Linked DNA regions of Danio rerio: regions 2 and 3 are each linked to region 1. Evidence: chromatin contacts called from public Hi-C and HiCAR-type data. All regions are on one chromosome and are shown on one strand. The core of a region is the stretch at or near the end of the contact, and the rest is flanking DNA. Distances in the headings are between cores, read along the strand shown. Region 1 has its middle 11 kb from the start of actb2. Region 2 overlaps LOC141381253 (a long non-coding RNA gene). Region 3 holds the start of tnrc18 (trinucleotide repeat containing 18).

The links. A called contact is a pair of places that touch in the nucleus more often than the background predicts. HiCAR-type assays count read pairs that join an accessible place to other places.
Region 2: a contact with region 1 is called in a HiCAR-type map of caudal fin, with 9 times the contacts expected there. The contact joins two enhancer-like sites. A contact is called at or near these places in 8 of 18 Hi-C or Micro-C datasets (caudal fin, embryo, gastrula embryo and 3 more) and 3 of 4 datasets of contacts at active chromatin or transcription factors (caudal fin, embryo and gastrula embryo).
Region 3: a contact with region 1 is called in a Hi-C map of embryo, with 1.7 times the contacts expected there. The contact joins the promoter of tnrc18 here to the enhancer-like site in region 1. A contact is called at or near these places in 6 of 18 Hi-C or Micro-C datasets (embryo and fibroblasts) and 1 of 4 datasets of contacts at active chromatin or transcription factors (caudal fin).

What each region holds. Positions count from the first base shown.
Region 1 is chr3:39,471,609-39,476,363 of GRCz12tu, reverse strand. No RefSeq gene overlaps it. Among named protein-coding and RNA genes, the nearest start is that of actb2, 11 kb to the left of the region's middle. Within about 2 kb of position 2,448, at least 22 of the 62 cell types and tissues checked have an H3K27ac peak or open chromatin away from gene starts, as enhancers often do.
Region 2 is chr3:39,313,501-39,318,255 of GRCz12tu, reverse strand. It overlaps LOC141381253 (a long non-coding RNA gene), which reads left to right. Exons shown (of 3, transcript XR_012401148.1): 2 at 164-246. Among named protein-coding and RNA genes, the nearest start is that of tnrc18, 22 kb to the left of the region's middle. Within about 2 kb of position 1,930, at least 3 of the 62 cell types and tissues checked have an H3K27ac peak or open chromatin away from gene starts, as enhancers often do.
Region 3 is chr3:39,335,347-39,340,101 of GRCz12tu, reverse strand. tnrc18 (trinucleotide repeat containing 18) reads right to left here and starts at 2,041. Exons shown (of 30, transcript XM_073944922.1): 1 at 1,915-2,041.

The DNA of each region.
Region 1 (4,755 bases), core at 1,199-3,698:
AGACAACTTATTTGTTTTATTTTCAATCAACTAATAACTAATAAGTGGACTGAACTAATAAACTATAAAAAAACTAATAAGCTACAGTAACTTTATTCCTTCGTGTTGTCTCAACACAAATCAATAGTGTTGAACCCAACATTTTTACAGTGAATGAATTATGTTGCTTGTTCAAATTTCTTATTTAAAATGAGCTGAAACAAAACAATTTTGGAGATTTGTTTAGGGAAACTTAACTAAAGTTAATGTAACCTTAATGGATTTGTGTGACATGAATGACCTGTGCACTGAAAAAAATTATTTCTGCAAAACCATTACAAAAAATTTAAATGTGTTAAATTTAAACAAACAAACTAAATTTAGTAATGTTCAACTTAATTTGTTTGTTTAAATTCAGCCCAAATAAACTGTTTTTAAACCCTTACCTTAAATAATTTAGTAAATCCAGCAAATCAACTTTGAAATATTTTTTTTTTAGTGTGTGCAACCCTGCATTTTTTACAGAAACATACACTGTAAAAAATGCAGGGTTCCACACAATTCATTCATGTTATCCCAACACAAATCGATTACGTTAACTTAACACTTTCAACAAATTTATGTGGTTTTTTATGTGGTTTATGTGGTTTGAGCATAAAAAAACGGGTTGTCCAAATGAAATCTCAAGAATTATGTTGTTTCAGTCTATTTTAATTAAGTAGTTTAAAAAAGGAAAAAATATATATATTTTTAATGTATGCCAGAATAGTTGGTGGTTCATTCCACTGTGGCAACTGCTGATAAATAAAGGATGAAGCCTAAGGACAATGAATGAATAAACAAATTTATTTTCAAATATCTTTTATGTACTTTTTAACAGAGAGATTTTTTAAACACACCATTATATGATGCATACATGCAGAAATTTACAGGAAATTTCAGTAATTTAAAGTCTGTAAATTTATGGTAATTTTCTGTAATTTAAAGTCTGTTAATTTACCGTAAATTTCTGTAATTTACAGTCTGTTAATTTACCGTAAATTTCTGTAATTTAAAGTCTGTTAATTTACTATAAATTTCTGTAATTTAACGGCTGTAATTTTACATTATTGTTTTTTTTTTCTGGCACTGCAGCTGCTGGAAAAATGACATAAAATAACAATGTTTTTTCAGTGTACTTTAACCTTTATCGAACAAAACATATTTAACAAGTTATTTAGCAAGACGCTGCAGCTTAAAATGCAATTTAAAGGCTTAACTGGGTTATTCAGGTTAAGGTTATGTCAATTAGGAAATTTATTAGACAACAGGGGTTTGTTCAATAAAGAAATTGGGGGAAAACTTCTTAAGAGGGCTAATAATATTGAGCATAGCAGCTTTTATTTATCTTAAAAAAAAATTTATTAAAAAATATCTTCCCAACCAAACTAACAAATAAGATGTTCTTCAGGAAAAAAAAAAACATAATAGGAATTACTAAACTCAAAAAATGCTTGCTGTTTGTTCAAACTGCTCATAAAAAGAGATAAAACAACACAATCTATAAGTTTTTTGTGGATCAACTTAATTGTTTTATGTTCAAGCCACTTAAGAAGAAATAAGTTAATCTCATCCCTTCATGTTGTCCCAATACAAATTGACTGTGTGGAACTCATTTTTACAGTGTGTGAAAATTTTCCTTGTTCTGCTACACATCACCTATTTGAAAAACTATTTATATTTCACAGGAGGGCTAAACATTTTGTCCTTAACAAAATAAATACATGCATCCCATCAGTCTGTCCCATATTCCACGATAAATATGGCCATCCATCCTACTTTAATTGTTGTTTTCTCCTCAAATCTCTCAAGCGTTAAGCAGTAAACACAATGAACACAAATCTGGTGTATATCTCATAATCAGAGTTAATCTGAATTCACTTCCACCCCCAGCACACACACACACACACACACACACACACACACACACACACACACACACACACACACACACACACACACACACACACACACACACACACACACACGTCATTCTTCCTTCAGCTCAGCCTCCCACATACATCCATCCATCTCACGCCCGCGTCTCCTGATTGTGCTGCGCTGTTTTCACGCAGGCCACGCACGACTGTTCCCCTCCATTCATGATGAAATAATTACACAGAGGTACAAGCCACTAATAAGAGAGTATAGTGGGCGACAGAGAAATCAGCATTCAGGACGCGATTCCTCATTGATTGCACAATCATTGCAGAGACTCATTTAGTTTATGATTGATTGCCTAATGCAAAACACGCTCGCCGATGTTTTAATTTTGTTGTGATTTTGTAATGAAGAGAAAGAAGGGTTTCTGCAGGAGGTGTTGGATGAACTCTATCAGATGCATTGTCTTCGGGCTCCTGTAGAGATGCGGTCAAATGAGCACTGAAGGTCTCAGAGCAATTTTGTGGAGGCTCGCCGTGTCCGACCGAGCGTGTAGGAGGATCCTGAGCTCTGCATGTGTCAGCTCCGAGACATGCGGCTCTGCGTGACCGCTGGTATTATAGTATTATTGAGAAACTATAGGGTCAAAGATGAGACGTCCAGTTTTGGTGTCTGTTTTACAGTGTACAATTTGCAAGGATTTTTATGTAGATGCATGTCAAGTGCCTAATGTTTAAGTATCATAAAAAAATCTAAATATGGTGGGAAAACGTGCTTATTCTGACCTACTGAAATATACAAACAAATCATATACTAAATAATACTACTTTAGTTTAGGTCATAACTCATGCTGCTGCCTGCTTATTATTAAGATATGCATTGTTTATTACACTGTAAAACCCAATAAGTTTTGTAACCCAAACCGTTTGAAACCGATTGCAACAAACCATTTAAGTTTGTAAAAACGAATACTAACGAGTGCTGTAAATGTAATCCATTTGAGTAAATGAAGCAATTTAAGCACAGTAAAACCTGATAAATGAAGAGAACTCAAACCAACTGAGTACTGTAAAACCCAATAAGTTAAGGGAACTCAAACTGTTTGAGGAAACCGATCACTACAAACCATTCGAGGTAAAATAAATAAATAAATAAATAATAATAATCTATATAAGAACTGTGAACTTACTCCATTTAGGTTGAAGTAATGAGGTATTTAATCAACATATTACCTCTAACACTGAGTTCAAAACTCTTTTCAAATTAGTAGAGTTAACTTTCAATAAATTTTGAGTTAACTACATTCATTTCATTTGATAAAGTTGACTATTGGGTTTTACAGTGCAGGTGAGTGCAGAAACTCAATTCAAAGTACTGGGGTAAAAAAAAACTGTCATATTTTAAATACATGGCAGGTGAAAATGGAAATGATTGCAGTACTTTTTTGTCCAGTCTGAGACCCACTTTATATAATTTATCTTTCAGGTACTGAAGATCACTGATTCGTAAAGAAATCAGACCTTAAACGTGGCAATTTTATAATGGAAAGACAGGAAGTCCTGTAGCTGGCTGGCTAAAAAATTAAAGTCTCTGTGCATATAGACCATTAGTAGTTTATTAAGCTAGTAGTGTTTACAGTACATTTCTGTAATTCAATTTTAAGTAATTTATTTAACTTTTTTTTTTTTTTTCCGGCACTCCAGCTGCCAGAAATAAACCGTAAAATTACAATTTTTTTTACAGTGTAGTTTAAAAAAGCGGAAGAAGAAGAATTGTTCAGAGACGTGGGTCGTCAATGTCGCGATTATAAATGTGCTGCAACGAAGGTTTTGTTTCTCTTTCCTCGCGATGAAAGCATATGCGTGTGAAACCACACGTTATGATTTCAGAGGTCTGCTAACACGCAACAAAAATATGTTTGTAAAAAACATGTTCACCTGAGAACTTTTTACATCTGGAAATGGTGAAATCCGGATTTGCCACTCATCTGACGCGCTTACAGTTCCTGTTGATTGTCCTGCCTCTACAGGTAAGTGTGCTCTTTCAGCTTTTGAAGACATTTATTACTTAGTGAAATGATGGGCATTACTAAGTAGTTTACATTAATAATACTACAATATTATGGACTGAAAATGCTTTTGTAATTTTGTACCTTTAAGGGACTTTGAGGTACACATTTGTACTTTTTAGGTATTAAAATGTACCTGTAAGAATCTTTTAAGAAAAAAATTGTATCATTTGAAAAGGTACCATACCAGTGACATGTTTTGTTTACCATTATTTCTGAGAGTGCAGTTTTTAATTATTTCTTCAAACATTTCCTGTTTTAAATATTCCTGACAAAATATTTTGGAATATAAAACAATGGTAAACTGTCTGACAGAGGAAATCTCCTTTTAAAATTATAAGACAAGAGATGTGTATTTTGTTATGCCGCAGCTTATTTTGATTTATAACTCTGTATCTACAGTGATCCTCCACCTGAAACTGAAAGGAGAAATGATCTGATTTCCCAGTGAATATAGATCTAGTCTGTAGATGCTCAGTATCTGTAAAGATCTAGGCTTTTCAAGAAGTAAATGTTTTCATCATCCTCTGAAGTATAATTGATCAGATACAGTGTCCTTGTAAAGTTTCATTTGAAAAAGAGCTTCTTCCACTTTTAGTACAGGACCCATTTCCTGCACAGCCCAGGGGACAGTTATAATGGCAGGTACCTCATCATTAGGAGACACTTCTGCAAGATGTACTTACCAGAAGAAGCTTACATGCTTCGGTTTCCTTTTTGCGCTCTACTTCTTTATTGCAGATCAAATGAAGTTTACTCTCTTAAAATAAAGGTTCCACTATAAGAGT
Region 2 (4,755 bases), core at 681-3,180, 160 kb after region 1:
ATGTACTAAAGAATAATAAATAAGTAATGACAAACTTTTGTTTTATTTTATAAGATTAAAAATGCTTTGCTGACAAAAGGAATTGTAAAGTTATGGTTTAATTTCATGTACATTAAACCTAGAATAATTTTGTTTTATTTAAAACAAATTAATTTGTTTTTAGGGGAATTTGCACTTTGATCCTTGAAGGGGACCTATGCTGAAAATCATCTTTTGTAAGCTGTTTGGACAGAACTGTGCGTGCAGGTATAGTATGTCCACAGTCATATTGGAGTAATAGATATACAATAAGTCTCTTTTTTTATTTCTTGACTAAAACAGGATCCAAATCCCTCCCATTTAAAGGCTCACCACAACGTGAAGTAGGAGTCCGGTTTTCCCCGCCCACCAAATTGATTGACAGGAGAGTACGTGCACAAAGCAACTGGGATTAAAAGATCCGTTTAACCCTTTGTGATCGTCTGCACCTCAATAATGAGTTTTATAAATTTTAAACGTTTCTAAAACAGTGCATGTTTGTAATAATGACAGTAAAATCACTATGTAATTCAATTAAAAGTACATTCGTCACCTTAGAATTATAAGGTTCTATCTGCGTTCTGAATGATTTTGAGATATTGAGCTTCAAAGTTTTTGCATTCCATAGCAAACAGTATGTGTCTTAAAGTCTTAAAATGCAAACAACTTATAAAAAGCATCCCACAATGTAAATAAGTTATCATTTAAAAAGAATATGTCAATTTTGACAAAATTGTCTTATAGAACCTTATAATTCTAAGGTGACAAATTATAAAAAAGAAACTTCAATCCTGAATTGTGAACGTTAAATCAGGTTTACTTTGTACAATAATATAACGGACGTCCATACAGCAGTGGATATTATTGTGTATTCTGTCATATTTACCGTGCAAATCTAAACGTGTGTGTGTGTGTGTGTGTGTGTATGTGTGCATGAACTTTATAGCAACATTGTGTGTGACTCGTTGTTGCAAATATAATAAATAACAGTAGGGAAGTTCTTACTTTAGTAAGGGAGATCTGCTGCATTCTTGTCTGTCACTGTGCTGTTTATCTATGTAAAGGCTACAGCTCTGACACACACTTGGCAAACGGTGGGCGAGAACTAGCTCATTTTCATTAAAGGCACAGGCAACAAAAACAGCTACAATGTCTTAATAGCTCAAATTCCCCAGATTTAAAAAGGTACAAAAATAATCTGATGAGTGTTTTTAGCTGAAACATTACAGACACAGTCTGGAGACACAAAATCTTATCTTAAATCGTGAAAAAGAGGTAAAATAGGCGTACTTTAAAATATTTTGTTTACTATTTAATTAAATGATTCTTATTAAATCAAATTGTTGCTATAGAAAAAAAAACTATTCTCATACTAAAAAACTTTAGTGGGTCTTCTGCACTATTAGACTTTAGTTATTATAATAGTTATTAACTGCAAAAATGGCCAGTAAAATACCAGATACATCCTTTACAGTTTACAACTGTAATATGAACTGCATTGTGGGTCATTTTAAAACTTTCTTTTACAATAACTTACTGTATATTAGGAATTTGTGGTATTCTACTGTAATCAAATACTGCTACTGTAATTGAAGACAAAGGTGAGACAGTTAATGCAAAAAATAGTCACTTGTTTGGAATTTATTAAGTCCCCATTATGTTATTTAAACCCTTCTCATACAATGCTATTTTCTGAAAATAAGGAATGGACAGCATAAACTAGCCTGAACCAGCATGAAAATCCACACTAATCAGGTCTTTTCAGCAGGGAAATCTTAGCTTGCTAACATGATATCTTAAGCTTGTGTAGAACGAGATGATGTTAAGTGATACTTGTAGTTCTTCAACAATGTGTTTTTGTCTTCAGTTTCAGCTGCGTCTGTCCAGCGTTTCTCTGTCATTGTGAGTCATGTAGTGTAGCCGCATTAGCGCCTTCACAGTAAAGTCAGACTCTTAGCACTGTCTAGAGCAGCTGTGTCAAAAGTAGCCTCTCCAGTCTGCTCATTACAGTCCCTGTATCCCTGCCATTAACTGGGTTATGGTAATTAAGACACCCGCAAGTGGCTATTACAAGACCCTTGACTGTTGGATAACTTAAAACAGCCAACATGGAAATTAACGCGCTAGGACTGACGCAAACACTGAAGTGCTCCATCTGTTGGATGAGTCGAAAATGACTATTACACTGTTACTGCATACCAGTTTGAGTATTTGTCCAAAACAAGATTTATACACAATTTTATCCTTTATTATGGTTTAAAGGGCCCCAATTTACCTTTTTATACAAGATTTAAGTCTTTGGTTTCTCTAGAATGTGTCCAGCTCAAAATACCCATCCGACTGTTTATTATACAATGCAGAATATGCCCATTTTGAGCTCAAACAAAGTCTAGCTGTAGCCTGTGTTTTTAAATGCAAATGAGCTGGTTCTCCCACCGTTCCCACATTTGTACAAGTGTATCTGTATCTGCGAACTGCAAGACGAGGGCATAAGATGAAGGGGCATAACTTGTAGTAAGTTAGAGGCATACCTAGCAGTTATCGAGATCCCATTGAACCAAATGTTTTTATGGGTTTTCTCCAAATTTATCCACAACCAATTTATTTGATATATTTTTATATTTATTCATTTAGCAACTCCACTCCCAGACTTCTTCATCCGTTTTGTCATGACAGTTAATCTACTCAGCGTCGCCCTTTGTGGTTGCAAATAACAGTACAGTGGCGAGCGCGTCAAGTATGAAAGCCTCTGAAACTCGCAGGTGTAAGTTAAAAACTGTGATGGTTGGGTTTAGGGTTGGGGAAAGTGTAGACGTTAATAACTGACACGGTTGGGTTTAGGGTTGGGGAAGGTGTAGATGTTAATAACTGTGATGGTTGGGTTTAGGGTTGGGGAAGGTGTAGACGTTAATAACTGTGATAGTTGGGTTTAGGGTTGGGGAAGGTGTAGACGTTAATAACTGTGATAGTTGGGTTTAGGGTTGGGGAAGGTGTAGACGTTAATAACTGTGATGGTTGCGTTTAGGGTTGGGGATGGTGTAGACGTTAATAACTGTGATAGTTGGGTTTAGGGTTGGGGAAGGTGTAGACGTTAATAACTGTGATGGTTGGGTTTAGGGTTGGGGATGGTGTAGACGTTAATAACTTTGATGGTTGGGTTTAGGGTTGGAGAAGGTGTAGACGTTAATAACTGTGATGGTTGGGTTTAGGGTTGGGGATGGTGTAGACGTTAATAACTGTGATGGTTGGGTTTAGGGTTGGGGATGGTGTAGACGTTAATAACTGTGATGGTTGGGTTTAGGGTTGGGGATGGTGTAGACGTTAATAACTGTGATGGTTGGGTTTAGGGTTGGGGAAGGTGTAGACATTAATAACTGGGATGGTTGGGTTTAGGGTTGGGGATGGTGTAGACGTTAATAACTGTGATGGTTGGGTTTAGGGTTGGGGATGGTGTATACGTTAATAACTGTGATGGTTGGGTTTAGGGTTGGGGATGGTGTAGACGTTAATAACTGTGATGGTTGGGTTTAGGGTTGGGGGTGGTGTAAACGTTAATACCTGTGATGGTTGGGTTTAGGGTTGGGGAAGGTGTAGACGTTAATAACTGTGATGGTTGGGTTTAGGGTTGGGGAAGGTGTAGACATTAATAACTGGGATGGTTGGGTTTAGGGTTGGGGAAAGTGTAGACGTTAATAACTGACACGGTTGGGTTTAGGGTTGGGGATGGTGTAGACGTTAATAACTGTGATGGTTGGGTTTAGGGTTGGGGAAGGTGTAGACGTTAATAACTGTGATAGTTGGGTTTAGGGTTGGGGAAGGTGTAGATGTTAATAACTGTGATAGTTGGGTTTAGGGTTGGGGAAGGTGTAGACGTTAATAACTGTGATGGTTGGGTTTAGGGTTGGGGAAGGTGTAGACGTTAATAACTTTGATGGTTGGGTTTAGGGTTGGGGATGGTGTAGACGTTAATAACTGTGATGGTTGGGTTTAGGGTTGGGGATGGTGTAGACGTTAATAACTGTGATGGTTGGGTTTAGGGTTGGGGGTGGTGTAAACGTTAATACCTGTGATGGTTGGGTTTAGGGTTGGGGAAGGTGTAGACGTTAATAACTGTGATGGTTGGGTTTAGGGTTGGGGAAGGTGTAGACATTAATAACTGGGATGGTTGGGTTTAGGGTTGGGGAAAGTGTAGACGTTAATAACTGACACGGTTGGGTTTAGGGTTGGGGATGGTGTAGACGTTAATAACTGTGATGGTTGGGTTTAGGGTTGGGGAAGGTGTAGACGTTAATAACTGTGATAGTTGGGTTTAGGGTTGGGGAAGGTGTAGATGTTAATAACTGTGATAGTTGGGTTTAGGGTTGGGGAAGGTGTAGACGTTAATAACTGTGATGGTTGGGTTTAGGGTTGGGGATGGTGTAGACGTTAATAACTGTGATGGTTGGGTTTAGGGTTGGGGATGGTGTAGACGTTAATAACTGTGATGGTTGGGTTTAGGGTTGGGGGTGGTGTAAACGTTAATACCTGTGATGGTTGGGTTTAGGGTTGGGGAAGGTGTAGACGTTAATAACTGTGATGGTTGGGTTTAGGGTTGGGGAAGGTGTAGACATTAATAACTGGGATGGTTGGGTTTAGGGTTGGGGAAAGTGTAGACGTTAATAACTGACACGGTTGGGTTTAGGGTTGGGGATGGTGTAGACGTTAATAACTGTGATGGTTGGGTTTAGGGTTGGGGAA
Region 3 (4,755 bases), core at 792-3,291, 140 kb after region 1:
ATGAGTTCTGAGATCCCTTTTTATTTTCACTTTCCATTCAGAACGGACCTTTGGGTCACTCGGAAGATGGTGACATTATACATTTGTGTTGCTTTCTCTTCGCTGATATGATATACAGCCAGGTACACAACTTCCTCTGTGACTCAAGTGATACTTATGAATTTCTTCCCACTGCAGCATCGATTTCACTTTTTAAATGGCGGCTGCGTGAAATCAGTCTATTGGCTGTTTTTTAAAGGGGAGGAGCTACACTATGTCCCTTTGTTTGTATTTTAGTTGAGATTATGTAAAACATCAAATAAGAATGCATATTTCAAAGCACTTCACAGGATCTTTAATGAAAAAAGTCACCTTTAGTGCTGAAATGTACACAATATAATACACTTTACTATATAGTATGGTTGAAAAACACTATAGTATGCACTATAAACAACCATAGTATTTTCATTTCATATGGTAGAGCTGTATGGTAAGTGTAGCTGGCCATGAATTCTGGGGAAATACAATGCGATGTGCTTCAGCTGTTTGCCATTAACCCAAGCGCACCTACGCTGGAAGGTGACCTGACCTCTCCCGTGTTAAATAAAGGCCTGATGCTTTGAATAAATTGGTCAGATGAAGAGCAGGATTGCTGTGAGCGTCACTGCATTGTGATACAATGACCCCACGACGCCTGCGATTTATAGCACAGCTTTTTATTTAGTGATAAAAGCAGCGGTGATGGAAGGTGACAGCTTGGAGCGCAGGAATAAATCACACAGAAAATGGAAGGCTTTCGCTTTGAGCCTGCATATAAAAAGTGTCATTTTGCATTATTGATCTCCTGGAAACTATGACCGGGATGATGGATGCCTGAGTTTCTGTAAACCTGCATGGATTTCGAAAAACATATCAAGTGCATGCATTGGGAATCCAGTTCAATATTTCATTGCTTTTGACCACAATCAAGGTTATTGTTTTTTTTTTTTTTGTGGCCTGGCAAATGTGTTGTGAAATATTGACATCATGTACATAAAAAAAGCAATAAGCTTGACGGAAAAATGATTACGACTTAATATACAAGCAGACAATATAGCCAATACAATGCTTTCAAAGATACTAAAACAAAAACATTTTGCACAACTATTTAAGCAAATATCAGTCTTTTAGTTTCACTAATTATATATTATTTCTGCAGTTTAATTATACTTCAATTTAGATATTAATTTTTATACTCAAAGATACTTTTCACTGTACTTTTAAAATCCAGCGAAATTAAAATGAAGTTTTTAGATGTTAGTAGCATTATGCTAAGGTAAGCTACAGTTGAAGTTTGTAATTATAAGCCCTCTGTTAATTTTTTCACCCAATTTCTATTTAACTGAGAGCAGATTTTTTCAACACGTTTCTAAACATATAGTTTTAATAACTCATTTCTAATAACTGATTTATTTTATCTTTGCCATGATGACAGTAACTAATATTTTACTGGATATTTTTCAAGACACTTCTTTACAGTTTAAAGTGACATTTAAAGGCTTATCTGGGTTAATTAGGTTAATTAAGCAGGTTAGGGTAATTAGGCAAATTATTGTATAAAGGTGGTTTGTTATGTAAAAAATATAGCTTAAATGGGTTAATAATTTTGACCTTAAAATGGTATTAAAAATTTAAAAACTTTTTTTTTTCTAGCCGAAATAAAACAAAAAAGTCTTTCTCCGGAAGAAAAAATATTATCAGATATACTGTGAAAATTTCCTTGCTCTGTTAAACATAATTTGGGAAATATTTAAAGAAGAAAAAAAGAATTCAAAGGGGGGCTAATAAGTCTGACTTCAACTGTATATGTGCTCTAAAACAGAGAAAAAATTAACATTTAGAGGATAGAAACATTAAAAGCTTTTGGTTTGTCACCTCCACCAGATTTTCTGTTACCTTATACTTCAGCTTCTCATCAAATCTTGATCAGTCAAATGTTCTTGAGTATCTGACATGTCCAGACCTGTCCCTTCTCATTTGCTGTCCTTTGATGCTCTTGATCTCATCCACTCTCACTGGCAGAGCTGTGACAAAACAAAACGGTTTGTTTTAAAGGAGAGGAGCTATTCTATGTCCCACCCTCTCTTTATGTTGAGATTACATCAAACCTCAAATAAAAAATGCACATTTCAAAAAGGCCTTTAGGACATATTTGTGAAATAAATTCCTATGTACACAACAAGAAAAGATCGGTTTAGTTTTCTACATGCTTTTTTTTTTTTTAATAAATTTAAATTAAATCTAAACAAAATACTTTAAATATTTTCAAAACTAAAAATTCTGTCATCATTTACTTACTATTTACTTGTTTTAAACCTTTATGAGTTTATTTCTGTTGAACACAAAAGATGTATTGAAGAAAACCTACAACCATTGGCCATAGTGTTTCTATAGTATTTATTTTTCCTATGGAAGTCAATGGTTACAGGTTTTCAGCATTCTTAAAAATATCTTTTTGCTTGTTTTAAAAAAAACTCATAAAGGTTTGGAACCACTTGAAGGCAAAAAAGAGTAAATAATAAAATGATAGAAAATAAACAATTTTGGGAGATTTTTCCCTTAAAGTGGTTACATTTGAAATCCTATTCAATTAAAATAGTAAACAGCTCCCCACAACCCCCCTCTATTTCATTATGGCTCAAAGATTGGTCTTCTTTTTAAAACTTGGGAAAATTAAATAGGCTTATTCATAAACAATACCACAACTTTAAAAATCGAGAACTCTGCAAAGAAGAAAAGGACAGCTAAGCTCTTTCTGTTGGTGATTTAAGGAAGCTCTGAAGTTTCACATCAAGTAACTAAAAGAAGAAATAACTGCAGCTATCAAAACTGGTAAGCCAAAGATGCTACAGAGAGTGTGGAGAGAGTCATATTGAACATCTATGAACTTGTTTTTTCCTGAAAAAAAAAAAAAACGTTAAGTCTCTTCACATTGATTAATTTCTCAAGGTTCCATCTTGTTTCTTTAATTACATACAGATTTTCGAAGTTGTGGTATTTTTTTAATTACACCTGTACAACATAAGTGGTAGGGGAGAACAGTTTTTTGAAAAATGGCAACAATTTATTGCATTCTTTAGTGACTTAAAAACCTTAAATGTGGATTTGTTGAAGTTATATGGGTCTATATGTATATATATAGTTGAAGTCAGAATTATTAGCCCCCTGTGTATTTTCCCCCCAATTTCTGTTTAACAGAGTGAAGATTTTTTTCAACACATTTCTAAGCATAATAGTTTTATTAACTCATTTCTAATAACTGATTTATTTTATTTTTGCCATGATGACAGTAAATAATATTTGGTTAAATATTTTTTCAAGACACTTCTATACAGCTTAAAGTGACATTTAAACGCTTAACTAGGTAAATTAGGCAACTAGGCAGGTTAGGGTAATTAGGCAAGTTATTGTATAACGATGGTTTGTTCTGTAGACTATCGAAAAACTTCCTAATGTCCTTAAAATGGTTCATAAAAAATTAAAAACTGCTTTTATTCTAGCCGAAATAAAACAAATAAGACTTTCTCAAGAAAAAATATTATCAGACATACTTTGAAAATTTCCTTGCTCTGTTAAAGAATCGTTTAGGAAATATTTAAAAGAGAAAAAAAATCAAAGGGGGGCTAATTATTCTGACTTCAACTGTATATGGTTTGTTATGATTAGTTTTTTTTCTGTATTTGTATTTATTTTATTATTTTTTTTCAGATGTTGATTGTTTTATTTGAGGATCGTTTTGTTGGGGCTAGATAGGATTGTACATGGTGTGTGGGTTGTTGTAAAATGTAAAATAGTATTTGCAAGAATAAAAGTTCTATGACAAAAAAAAAATGCAAAAATGAAACTAGAAACCACGTGTACTTAATTACACTTTTAATTATATCTTCATGGTCAAAACACAGAGAACAAGTATAGTTGAAATATAAATTTTTTTAAGATAATTTTTTTATTAGCACACGCATAAAAATATTTTCATATTTTTAAGGTTAAAAGAAGTAAAAAAAGACTCCAAGAGATACGTTAGTGCACCCAAACATGAAAATTAGCTCATCACTGACTCCCTCATTAGAATTTAAACCTTTATGAGATTATTCGTCTTTCGGATGAGAGGTTAAACCGAGGCCCTGACTGTCTGCGGTCCTTAAAAATCCCAGGATGTCCTTTGAAAAGAGTAGGGGTTTAACCCCTGGCATCCTGGCCAAATTTGCCCTCAGGCCTCTGTCCATCATGGCCTCCTAAACATCCCCATATCATAATTGGCTTCATCACTCTCTCTCCTCTACACCAATCAGCTGATGTGGGGTGTGTGGTCTAGAGCAATATGGCTGCCTTTACATCATCCAGGTGGATGCTGCACACTGGTGGTGGATGAGGAGACCCCCCCCCCCCCTGTTGTCCATGATGATATTTTGTAAAATGTTGTGGCATGCACCGACTTCCATTGAAAGAAAAATAAGCAACTCAATAGTGCCAGCAATCAGCATTTTTCAAAGTATCTGCTTTTGTGTTCAACAGAAGAAAGAAACCTAAATACAGTAGGTTTGGAGCAAATGAAGAAGAGTAAGGAAACCATGGCAGATTTTTCATTTAATTGATTGCAAAATGTTCATTTTTTGTGAACTATCTCTTTAAATAAGCTAGTAAACCACAGCAACACAGCAGCTGCTGGAATGAAACAATCTAATCTTTATTTTTTACATAAGAAATGAGCTTTTATGCAACAAACCAGATCATACG